Regions from separate parts of the Mus musculus genome. Here region 1 is linked to region 2. The links are chromatin contacts, called in public promoter capture Hi-C maps. All regions are on one chromosome and are shown on one strand. Each heading gives the region's core, a stretch centred on a gene start, on an enhancer-like site or on the middle of the called end of the contact. The rest is flanking DNA. Distances are from core to core; before and after follow the strand shown. Region 1 holds the start of Iftap (intraflagellar transport associated protein). Region 2 holds the start of Commd9 (COMM domain containing 9).

Evidence for each region. Promoter capture Hi-C pulls out the DNA fragments that hold promoters and counts their contacts.
Region 1: a contact with region 2 is called in a promoter capture Hi-C map of neutrophils. The contact joins the promoter of Iftap here to the promoter of Commd9 in region 2. A contact is called at or near these places in 8 of 39 promoter capture datasets (the C10 cell line, the HPC-7 cell line, embryonic stem cells and 5 more), 1 of 484 Hi-C or Micro-C datasets (the HPC-7 cell line) and 4 of 9 other capture datasets (adipose tissue, bone marrow-derived macrophages, liver and 1 more).

What each region holds. Positions count from the first base shown.
Region 1 is chr2:101,626,610-101,632,539 of GRCm38.p6, forward strand. It overlaps Iftap (intraflagellar transport associated protein), which reads right to left and starts at 2,422. Exons shown (of 7, transcript NM_026592.4): 1 at 2,272-2,422. It overlaps Rag2 (recombination activating gene 2), which reads left to right. Exons shown (of 3, transcript NM_009020.4): 2 at 1,528-1,590; 3 at 2,713-5,919. The coding sequence starts at 2,738. The coding sequence ends at 4,321.
Region 2 is chr2:101,881,709-101,887,819 of GRCm38.p6, forward strand. It overlaps Commd9 (COMM domain containing 9), which reads left to right and starts at 4,554. Exons shown (of 6, transcript NM_029635.3): 1 at 4,554-4,611. The coding sequence starts at 4,561. It also overlaps a transcript of Prr5l not described here.

The sequences.
Region 1 (5,930 bases), core at 1,172-3,671, 260 kb before region 2:
ACAGTCTGAGGAAATGGAAGGCTTGCCTTCATAGCTGCAGAAATACTCTTTCTCAGACACCATTTCCTCACATGATTTACCCCACAAATGAATATTAATAGATCACATCTTGAGGACTCTCTGGCTGCGAGAAATTGCTTAGAAGTTAATGACATATAAACTCTAGAAGTTCTTCAGGCTAGAAAATATATATGATAGAGCAATCACAGATATTACATGGCTCAAGGGACATTTGCAGGGGAAACAGAAACATAGTGGCCAGTAACATTTGCTGACTAATTTCTGTGAACCAGTCATTGTGCCTTATAATTTGCATGTGCTCACTTACTTCACAAAGCAATCCAATGAATAGCTATTAATATTATCCCAATTTACAGGTAAAAGAAAGACAATAAGTTGCCAAAGTTGATAACAGACACAAAGTGGTAACATCCCAGATTTAGACTTGTAAACCACAACTTTAGATCTTGTATACACAGTGATGGATATGCACAGCGACAAGAAAGAAATGCCCTGTTTTGTTATCTACACTGAGTCACCAATACTCTTTGGCTTATACATTTATCCAACTATTATTGGTTCAAAAGTTTAGCACTTACACCATCCCCTCTGCTACCTATAGAATATCTTGAAAGAATGGAGGGACCTGGAAGATGTTAAGAGCCAGAAGATAGAGAAGCTTTGAAATGCTATCTTTAAGATGACACACCCACTGGAATCATGAACTCACAGTTGCTATGAATACCTAGACTGGGCCTGCACAAGACCAGCCCTATATAACAGGCAGTCATTGCTTAGAGGGGAGCACATGAGGCCATACCCCATTCTGCTGCACAACTGACTACTGAAAGATTTAGGGAGAGAGAGACAGAGACAGAGAGACACAGAGACTGGATAGTTCCAAACCCATGGCCACACAGATGTTTCTGGTTAAACTCAGGGGTCAAAACTCAAACAAAAAGATATTAATGTAGGAAATGTGAGAAAAAAATTTTAGGAAGGAGGGAAGGTTGGCAGGGACAGGAGGGAGATAAAAGAGGGGGCTGAATCATAAGAATAAACTATATGAAACTGTCAAAGAAAAATAAACTAAGAATAAAAGGTTTACCTGTCTACATCCACTGACCAAATTCCATCATCCTATAGTCCCTTCTAATCATCTGCAGCATCTCTCATGTATGCTCTCATTATCAGCAGATAAAAACAGCCTTGCTATCTATTAGTTCAAGGACAATGGTATCTACTATATACTGTGTACAAGGTCTGTTCTCAGTTCGTTACAAGTCGTAAATTACTAATCATAATTGACATCAATCCATGTGGGTAAAATCACCTCATTTTACAGAGGAGAAAATCGAGTTACAGAGAGTTGGTTAAACAGTTTGCTCAAAGCCATGTAGTGACTAAGTGGCAGCCAGGATTTGAATCTAGTCTGATAGTGTTGAGTCCTAATCTTGACCATTGTCTTATGATGCTTTTTAAACAACTTACTTTTAAAAGTAAATTTTATTTTGTTCCAACATTTAGTGCCAAAATAAGAAAGAGTATTTCACATCCACAAGCAGGAAGTACACTTCATACCTCTCTAAGGTAGGTAATAATAACTTACCAAGCTTACTTTATCTGACAGCAGTATGAAAGGAGGCCCTCTTTGTATTCAATATAAAATTACTCGAGTCATCTCACAGTTCATGAGCTGAAAAGTGAACTAAAACGGGATAATTTTATTTTCCTAGGGGGCGGTGGGGGTGGGGGTTAGTTAAAGAACTTCCTCTGTTTCCCTGAAAGAATCCTCAAAACAAAAAGGAAAGAAAGCTGCGACTGGACGGGCTTGGGCTCTAAAGTATCCCTGGCAACCGCCTAATTACTTACTACACTTCCGTTACTATGTGCACCAGCGCGGGGGGGGGGGGGGTCAATTTCAAGCTGTTTCTCCGCTTTATGCTAGGTATTCTGAGACTCTTCTTTCTGTTTTGAAAGACTTTCCTAACTTCTTGTCCCAACAAGCGAAGTGTCCCTCAGAACGCAATTCTGAGTCTCGTTTCTATACATCCAGTGCAGAGTCAGTAGAGACACCTCATCCACGGTTTCCCTTCCAACTACTGCTTCCAGGCAACCATACGGGCTAGAAGCCTATGTGCCTCCGACAGGGTTACCCTAGTAAGAGTCCCAGGAGAAGCTGCAGCGACTTTTGAGCACGGGTTTGCCAGCGCTCCTCCTGATACTCTTGCCTTCCAGCACCCCGTTGTCGACAGAGGGCCGAACTCTCACCTCCCGTTCCCTAGCTGTCCGTCACCATGGCGTCCATCTAGTCCCTTCGCACGTTTGGAGTCCTTATCCAGTCAAACAGCCTATAAGGTTTCTGTCATGAAGCAGCGAAGACAATTTATCCAACTACACAGCCCATAGAACACGGATTCCTGGGAAATGTAGTTCTTTGGGCCCTCAAAGCAAGGACGCTCTAGGAATGCAGGACTACAATTCCCAGAAATCAAAGCAAAGCCAGTCCGCCACTAAAATAGGTCCAAGCTGCTGCCACAATAAAGTAGTGTCTGTGATTTCCTAACGGGGGCAGGAGGTGTCTTATAATTCTAAGACAAGCATGTAAAATGACTTTTCTTTTAAACAAGCCTTTTGTATGAGGAAGAATCTAAGCATAATTACCAATATGAAAAGATATTCTAAGTTATTGCGTTTTTTTAATCCTTTCAGATAAAAGACCTATTCACAATCAAAAATGTCCCTGCAGATGGTAACAGTGGGTCATAACATAGCCTTAATTCAACCAGGCTTCTCACTTATGAATTTTGATGGCCAAGTTTTCTTCTTTGGCCAGAAAGGCTGGCCTAAGAGATCCTGTCCTACTGGAGTCTTTCATTTTGATATAAAACAAAATCATCTCAAACTGAAGCCTGCAATCTTCTCTAAAGATTCCTGCTACCTCCCACCTCTTCGTTATCCAGCTACTTGCTCATACAAAGGCAGCATAGACTCTGACAAGCATCAATATATCATTCACGGAGGGAAAACACCAAACAATGAGCTTTCCGATAAGATTTATATCATGTCTGTCGCTTGCAAGAATAACAAAAAAGTTACTTTCCGTTGCACAGAGAAAGACTTAGTAGGAGATGTCCCTGAACCCAGATACGGCCATTCCATTGACGTGGTGTATAGTCGAGGGAAAAGCATGGGTGTTCTCTTTGGAGGACGTTCATACATGCCTTCTACCCAGAGAACCACAGAAAAATGGAATAGTGTAGCTGACTGCCTACCCCATGTTTTCTTGATAGATTTTGAATTTGGGTGTGCTACATCATATATTCTCCCAGAACTTCAGGATGGGCTGTCTTTTCATGTTTCTATTGCCAGAAACGATACCGTTTATATTTTGGGAGGACACTCACTTGCCAGTAATATACGCCCTGCTAACTTGTATAGAATAAGAGTGGACCTTCCCCTGGGTACCCCAGCAGTGAATTGCACAGTCTTGCCAGGAGGAATCTCTGTCTCCAGTGCAATCCTCACTCAAACAAACAATGATGAATTTGTTATTGTGGGTGGTTATCAGCTGGAAAATCAGAAAAGGATGGTCTGCAGCCTTGTCTCTCTAGGGGACAACACGATTGAAATCAGTGAGATGGAGACTCCTGACTGGACCTCAGATATTAAGCATAGCAAAATATGGTTTGGAAGCAACATGGGAAACGGGACTATTTTCCTTGGCATACCAGGAGACAATAAGCAGGCTATGTCAGAAGCATTCTATTTCTATACTTTGAGATGCTCTGAAGAGGATTTGAGTGAAGATCAGAAAATTGTCTCCAACAGTCAGACATCAACAGAAGATCCTGGGGACTCCACTCCCTTTGAAGACTCAGAGGAATTTTGTTTCAGTGCTGAAGCAACCAGTTTTGATGGTGACGATGAATTTGACACCTACAATGAAGATGATGAAGATGACGAGTCTGTAACCGGCTACTGGATAACATGTTGCCCTACTTGTGATGTTGACATCAATACCTGGGTTCCGTTCTATTCAACGGAGCTCAATAAACCCGCCATGATCTATTGTTCTCATGGGGATGGGCACTGGGTACATGCCCAGTGCATGGATTTGGAAGAACGCACACTCATCCACTTGTCAGAAGGAAGCAACAAGTATTATTGCAATGAACATGTACAGATAGCAAGAGCATTGCAAACTCCCAAAAGAAACCCCCCCTTACAAAAACCTCCAATGAAATCCCTCCACAAAAAAGGCTCTGGGAAAGTCTTGACTCCTGCCAAGAAATCCTTCCTTAGAAGACTGTTTGATTAATTTAGCAAAAGCCCCTCAGACTCAGGTATATTGCTCTCTGAATCTACTTTCAATCATAAACATTATTTTGATTTTTGTTTACTGAAATCTCTATGTTATGTTTTAGTTATGTGAATTAAGTGCTGTTGTGATTTATTGTTAAGTATAACTATTCTAATGTGTGTTTTTTAACATCTTATCCAGGAATGTCTTAAATGAGAAATGTTATACAGTTTTCCATTAAGGATATCAGTGATAAAGTATAGAACTCTTACATTATTTTGTAACAATCTACATATTGAATAGTAACTAAATACCAATAAATAAACTAATGCACAAAAAGTTAAGTTCTTTTGTGTAATAAGTAGCCTATAGTTGGTTTAAACAGTTAAAACCAACAGCTATATCCCACACTACTGCTGTTTATAAATTTTAAGGTGGCCTCTGGTTTATACTTATGAGCAGAATTATATATATTGGTCAATACCATGAAGAAAAATTTAATTCTATATCAAGCCAGGCATGGTGATGGTGATACATGCCTGTAATCCTGGCACTTAGGAAGTGGAAGAAGGAAGTTTGTGAGTTTGATGCTTGTTGAGGTATGACCTTTTGCTATGTATTGTAGTGTATGAGCCCCAAGACCTGCTTGACCCAGAGACAAGAGAGTCCACACATAGATCCAAGTAATGCTATGTGACCTTGCCCCCCGGTTACTTGTGATTAGGTGAATAAAGATGTCAACAGCCAATAGCTGGGCAGAAGAGCCAAAAGTGGGGATTGAGGGTACCCTGGCTTGATGTAGGAGGAGACCATGAGGAAAGGGGAGAAAAAAGTGATGGAGGAGGAGAAAGATGCCATGAGCTAGGAGTTAAGAAAGCATGGCCATGAGTGCTGGCCAATTGGAGTTAAGAGCAGCCCAGATGAAACATAGTAAGTAATAACTCAGGGTTATCGATAGAAAATAGATTTTAGTGCCGTACTCTCCCCAGCCCTAGAGCTGACTATGGCTTACTGTAAATATAAAGTTTGTATGTGTCTTTTATCCAGGAACTAAATGGTCAAAGGTGGAGTAGAAACTCTGGATTGGGATTAAATTTTTCTACAACAAATGCTGGCCTGGGCTAGATTTTATCTCATATCCGAAGGCTGACAGAACACAGAGCACTGGTAACATTGCCACCTGCCATGCACAAAGACCTGAGTCTAATACTGTGGACATTTTCTTGAAGTATCTACATGTACTTCTGGAGTGAAAACATATTCCAACAATATGCCTTTGTTTAAATCACTCACTCACTTTGGGCCCTCACATTATATCCTTTCAAAATCAATGGTTCACCCCTTTGAAAATGCTTAGCCATAGTCCCTCATCTTCCTTAAAGACAGTTGTCATCTCTGGAAATAGTCACATGTCATTCAAGGTCCAATACTGTGCAGCTCTGAAGTATGGCATTACCACTTTAAGTGAAAAGTGAAATATGAACATGAGCTCAGACAAAGGTTTGGGACTATCACTCTCAAGGAGGCTCTACTGCTAAGTCCTGAACTGCTTTCACATGAATACAGAAATTATAACAAAAAATATGTAATCAATAAAAAGAAAACTTTCATATTCCATAAAAGTCTT
Region 2 (6,111 bases), core at 3,304-5,803:
TAGGTGAATGGTTTCACTTCTCTGTGCCTCTGATCTCCGCATCTATTAAATTGGGGGTAAATAAAGTATACCCTTGACTAGGTTATCATCTAGAATAGATGAAGAAATAGATGTAAAACCACTTACAATATCTAACCCGGGGCAACGCATTATATCACAAGACTTCTTAGAGGGAAAGCGATGATGACCTCAGTCTATTGGTAGCACGAGGAACTGCTGATGGAGAACAGATTCTAAACCCAGACTTCCTGGGTTTGAGTTATGCAAGAATGGGAAACATCACTGTCTACATGTTTGCTTTGACTGCCGTTAACATTGTGAAATAATACAGTAATGACTATAGGTATACAGTGCATATAGTAAGAGCTTAATAATAACCACTGCCATTTAGAAAAGGTTGCTTCAATAAATCTGCATGTCCCTGAAGATTCTGGTTCCTGGGAGGTCACAGAGGCATCTGTGGTTTCCTCCTTCCTGTAAACTGTTGGTAAAAGATCTCCAGAATCTTCCCAGGTTCCATGCTTCCTAGATACCCTAACAGGTTGTTTGCCACTTGAGGCTTGGGCGTCCCCTCTCCCCCTTTTGGGGCATATGTTTCAGTTTGGAGAGAATGTTGCCACCAGGTAGAACATGCCATACAACAGGGAAAAACACCTTCACACACAATATGAAAGGAATAAATCTTTAAAATGTGTTTTAAAAGGCACAGCTCCCTTACCATTAGCAGAGGGTTGGATTCAGGATCCCTGGGTACATCAGAATCGGAGAATGCACAAAGCCCTTATTTTTTAAAGTGATACAACCCTTTTCAGTAAACTATGCACACCTTCCCATACGCTTTAAGTCATCGTAGATTACCACCACTGCCACGTACAACATAGAGATTCTGTAACTTTATTATTCTTTGTTTAAGAAACAAGGACAAGGACAAATGTCTGTGTATGCTCAGGTTAAATGGAATTTAAATAATATCTTTTTATCCCATGTTGGTTACACTCTTAGATGTGCAGCCCATGGACATAGCAGGCTGCCTCTGCTTTTCTTTTGGCAGTCTGTCAAAATTGAGCACACTTGCCTTTCCCTGTGTGAGCAGGAGGTGTTTCTCAAGTAAATAGGGTGTCTTGAACCCAGAATCCCATCCTCCTTGGACATTTCCTGTAGTGTCTCCACCCTAAGCTCTCAGTCTCTGTCCAGGTTACCTGTCTTGTTCCTTCTTCCAACTCGGCTCCTACCTTTCCCAGGAGGGATGAGGTATCCTGTCCTTCCAGTCTCCCGAGGTGATGCCATGTTGACAGCCCCGAGGACTCTAGGCCCCACTCACCACTCACTGACCCTGAAGATGGATGGAAAAGAAAACAGCATCTGAAAGGCCGCCCCCATCAGCAGGAAATCATTGTTTTGCCAATCCCAGAGCTGAGAAACAAGTGTAACACTGGAGACAGGAGGATACAGTGCCATTCAAGGCTATTGTCACAGCCTCTGCTCTGTGTGCATGAAAGAAACAAAGGGGGGCCTGTGTACAAATACAGGGACAATGCTGTTGTGTTACCAGCTGCTTCTGTTACTCTTGGGGACAGGATGAGAAATGAGGCCATGCTGCCTTTCTTGATTTGATGTGCTCTGAACTTACCGAATCTTAGCAACCAGGCTATTCAGGGTGTGGACAAGACTCAGCACATTCAGTTCATGGTTTCTATAGGGGGAAGCATGGGTCATCACCCCAAAAGGGATGTACTGCTTCCAAGTCATTTTCAATGCATGCTAAATCCCCAGTGTCCTTCTCCCCTTCCCTGAACACCAAAAGAACTGTAGTAATCTTTTCACGACCTTCAGTGCTTGGTTTTCAGGGACACCAGCAAGCTCCTATCCAATTTTCCGACTTGAAGTATTTTATGGTTAACTTCCACACTTCCTGTGCACCCCCGCCCCAGTTTTTTGAAACTGATCAGTGGGAGTTTTCAAACCTAAGTATTTGTGCTGGTTCATGGTTGGTTTTTAGATGTCAAGGTGCTGCAATCTAAAACCATCTGAGAAGGGAGTCTCGGTGGCGGGATTACCTGGGTTGGGTGAGCCCGTGTGTGTGTGTGTGTGTGTGTGTGTGTGTGTGTGTGTGTGTGTGTGTGTGTGTGTGTATCTAGGGAATTGTCTTGGCTGTTGATTGAGTTGGAAAGGCCCACTCTGAATGTGAGGCGCACCACTTCCTCGGCTGGGTGCTGCTCTGTGTAAGAGTGAAGAAGGCTAGCTGAGCGTAAGCAGCAAGCAAGCAGCAATGTGTGCATTTGGTTTTCTCCCTGCTCCTGACTGTGCCTTTGGTGTGAGCACAGTCTCCAGCTCCTGCCTCAAGGATGGGCTGATATTTGGAACCCTCTCCTCCCGTATTGTTTTCTGTTGGGGTAAAATTATCACAGCGACAGCGATGAAGCTAGAAGGAATGTGCTCTGCTGCACTGACATGTTGATTGCATGTCTTAAGAAATAATTGACATCTGTGATAGTTTGATAACTTAAGTGTATCTATGAAGGAAAATACTCTGTCAAGATGCACTTTTCACTGGAACTAAAATAAATAAATAAATAAACAAACAAAGCAAATTAATCCATTCAAAGTAAACTTTAATTTGGTAGATTTCAGTGTTGGTCAGTCTATAACAAACATGTCTGCCCTTATTCCTACACAGCTGCTCAGCTTCCAAGTTTAGAATTTTTGGAAGCTTTTTACTTGACCTTTTTATCAGGCTGATATCTGGCACGCTTCACATCGTCTCCTGCCAAGTTCTGAGCACTTACAGTTCTCTGACTAATGGTTATAAGTTTGGTTAGCAGCATCTGGAACACTGGTGGTGGAGTCTGAGGTAGCATTTGCAGCAGCTGCTGAAGCTGCTCCCAGACAACAGGATGCATCAGATTGGTCTATACTCTTAGCACATTCCCTGAATCCCTGGTAACTGTTATCCACTGGTAACCCTCCACCAGGCTGGGTTTATTCAAGGAAGAATGACATCTTTAAAGTCAGGTAGCTTGGGAAGCCAGATCCTTCCTTCACAGGTTTCTGTTTCTTTCTTAGTTCTGGAAGCCTGTTCTTGAAGTTGGAGTCACTCCCCATCTTGCAGTTGAAGTAGATACAGTACCCAGCAAAGAGGGCAAGTGCCAGGGGAAATGGCTGCTTTGGCTGTCATCATTGCCCCATCTGGATGTCAGCTTTCCCTAGTAGCTGGCAAACAGTAGTTAGTACCTCATTCTGGAAGCTCACAGCCTGCAGCCACTTTGAATCAAGACATGGAAAGGCTACACCTAAAGACTTATACAATATTTCAAAGCCAGAAAGCCTGGGATGGCTCAGTTGAGTTGTTATGCTTTCAATTTCTCAAGTGCATTGGTTACTGGTGTGTCACTGTGACAGGAACTAGATGGAAACAACTTAGAGGAGGAAGATTTATTCTGGTTCATGGTTTCAGAAGTTGTAGTCCAACATGGCAGAGCAGGGTGGCAATAATGTACAGCCAAGACTTCTTACACAGCAGCAGACAAGACACCATGCAATCAGGCCAGAACCAGAAGCAGCATAACCCCCAAAGGCCTGCCACTAGAGACCTTCACTAGCAAGGTCCCAGATCCTAAGGGTTCTAACATTCAGCAGTCCCACAAAGCTAGGGTCCAAGTGACCACAGGATGAACCTGCAAAACAGATTTCAGACTCAACCCATAGCAAGGTTGTAGTTAAGCCTTTGACCCAGCGACTGCCACTTTCAGACTCTCTGAAGACTGGAGGGTCTGCCTCTGAGGAAGGTGTTGGCAGGTCTTGCTGCATGACCCTCAACACTCAGTTTTAAGGGAAAGAATGCAGACAGAAGAGACCGTGCCGGAGGTGCACAGAGCTAAGATAGTCAATATCTTCACACGCCTTCTTCCTTTCTAACCCCTTTCCTAATCAGCTGCCCTTCAAACCAGACCTCTTCTTGGACCACAGGAAAGTTACTAAGAACCCTAAGTGACTTAGCTTGACTGTCTGGATAAGGCTAGTTACAAAGGCTCCTATCTCTCCACAAACAGAGAAGAAACTATATGCCTTGAAGCGTTGTTTTTTGTTTTTTGTTTTTTTTGTTTTGTTTTGTTTTTAGGGAGTACTGCAGGCATGTGAGCGTGTGTGTGTGTGTGTGTGTGTGTGTGTGTGTGAATTCCAAGAATTCAAATAGGCAAAGCTTCATTTAAATCCAGATGGTGAGTAGGCCGATCTCTTCTGGGCATCTAAGTTGCCAAGGTGTCTGCCAAGTCTGCAGGTGCATTCACCAGATCAGCCAGCCTACCCAGAGGGGCAAAGGCAAAACCAGTTTCCCTGACCTAGGATGTCCAGCCAGTTGTTCCCTGGAAATCATTCTATATCCGAGTTCTCTCAGTATCTCAGCCCTCTGGTCTTTGAGCTTAGTCATACAGGAGGAAGACTTCCTGGTTCTTTGCACGCCGTTCCCGCCAGCCACGGTGAAGAACTACAACTCCCAGCATGTCCTGCGAGGGGTCACGAGGCACGCTCCGCTTGCTCCGGCTGTCACGTGACTCCAGAAAGATGGCGGCCTTGACAGCAGAGCATTTCGTGGCGCTCCAGAGCCTACTGAAGGTATCTTGAAGGGGTGGGGACGCGTGCGGCCACCGTCTTAGGGTCTGGGACTTGGTGCAAAGCAAGAATTGGGAATAAACCGGCCCTGACTTGGAGCATTGTCCCACTCCCACCCTACCCGCCGCGCGTCAGTGCTTCTTTGTGTGACCCTGAGAAAATCGTTCAGCCTTTCTGAGCTTTTAAACAGGAGCAACAAAATTAATCACGCCCAGATATTAAGGTGGAAGTAAAAATCAGATAGTCGATGTAAATACACCCAAGAATTAGTGACCACGAGTGGTTTTATAGATTGGAGCACTTGGGTGACAGTCACCAGTTCCCATTTCATCCCAGTCTTTACGCCTCTCTCAGGGAAATTCTCTCCTTCTTGTCACCCTAGTACTTCTAGGGACGTCATAAAGTTTGAGTTACTCCTTAGAAGGGTGGCTTTGCATTCCCTCTTAGGACTTATTACTAGTGTGCACACACCATGGATGTCTTTGTGTTCTCTTCTGAGGAACATGATTTCTGTTTCTTCTTGTTTTCCTTTCTTCTCTCTTATCCAGTTGAAGATCAGAAATGATCCTCGTGACACTGTCATTATAAGTCACACATATAATGCCCTTTCCGTTATCCATCTTCCTAGTGTGCATTTGCTCAGTCCACTCCTGAGCACTTTGACTTCATTGTTCACAAGCCTATGCCAACAAGAACAAGACCTGGCACCCAGTATGTGCCGAAGAAATAGCTATGAAGGGCTTTAGTATAGTGGAGCTGTGACTAGGATCCAAGAGTTCTCCTTAGCAGCTTTTTCTCTTCCTTGTGGTTGATTTAAGCCATTCCTTTTCCATGCTTGCTTGTCTTGGGACATTTTCTTTTCCTTGGTAAGTTTTGGAAAATAACATATAGCATACTGAAATCATTAGTAATTCCCTTAATGACTACACACTCATGTAGCCAACACCAGACCACAGACTGAGACACCAGTACCCCCAGTGCCTCCCTGGTTACTTACTTCACTTGCCTTCCCAACAGTGCATAGCTTCGGACACCATGTACTATTACTCAGTCTCTGAACTCCACAGAAATGGAACACTTCTTCATATCAGTGTTCACATCTGGCTTCCAGTCATGATTGTAGCAATAGCTCATTTTCACTGCTCTATTGTTTAAATACACTTTATTAAAAGCTAACTATAATATCTCCTGTAGTTGTGGGAAATAATGCAGAGAGATTTTTGTCCCATGTTCCTTAATGGTGACTTCCTGGATATCTACAGAACAATATCACAGTTGGGGTATTTACATTGATCCAGTAAAGCTCCAAGGCATAGCTATCTATGTAAGACCCCTGGGTTGACATCTTACAGCCAAGCTCACTTGCAGTTGGCCTCCAGAATTCCTTGACACTTCAACATTCTTGTATCATTAGTTTTCATTTCAAGAACGTTTGTAAATCTTGGTGTAGATGATGTTTGTGGATTGGCTTTCCTCACTAAGCCTAATTCTCAAGCTGTAGAT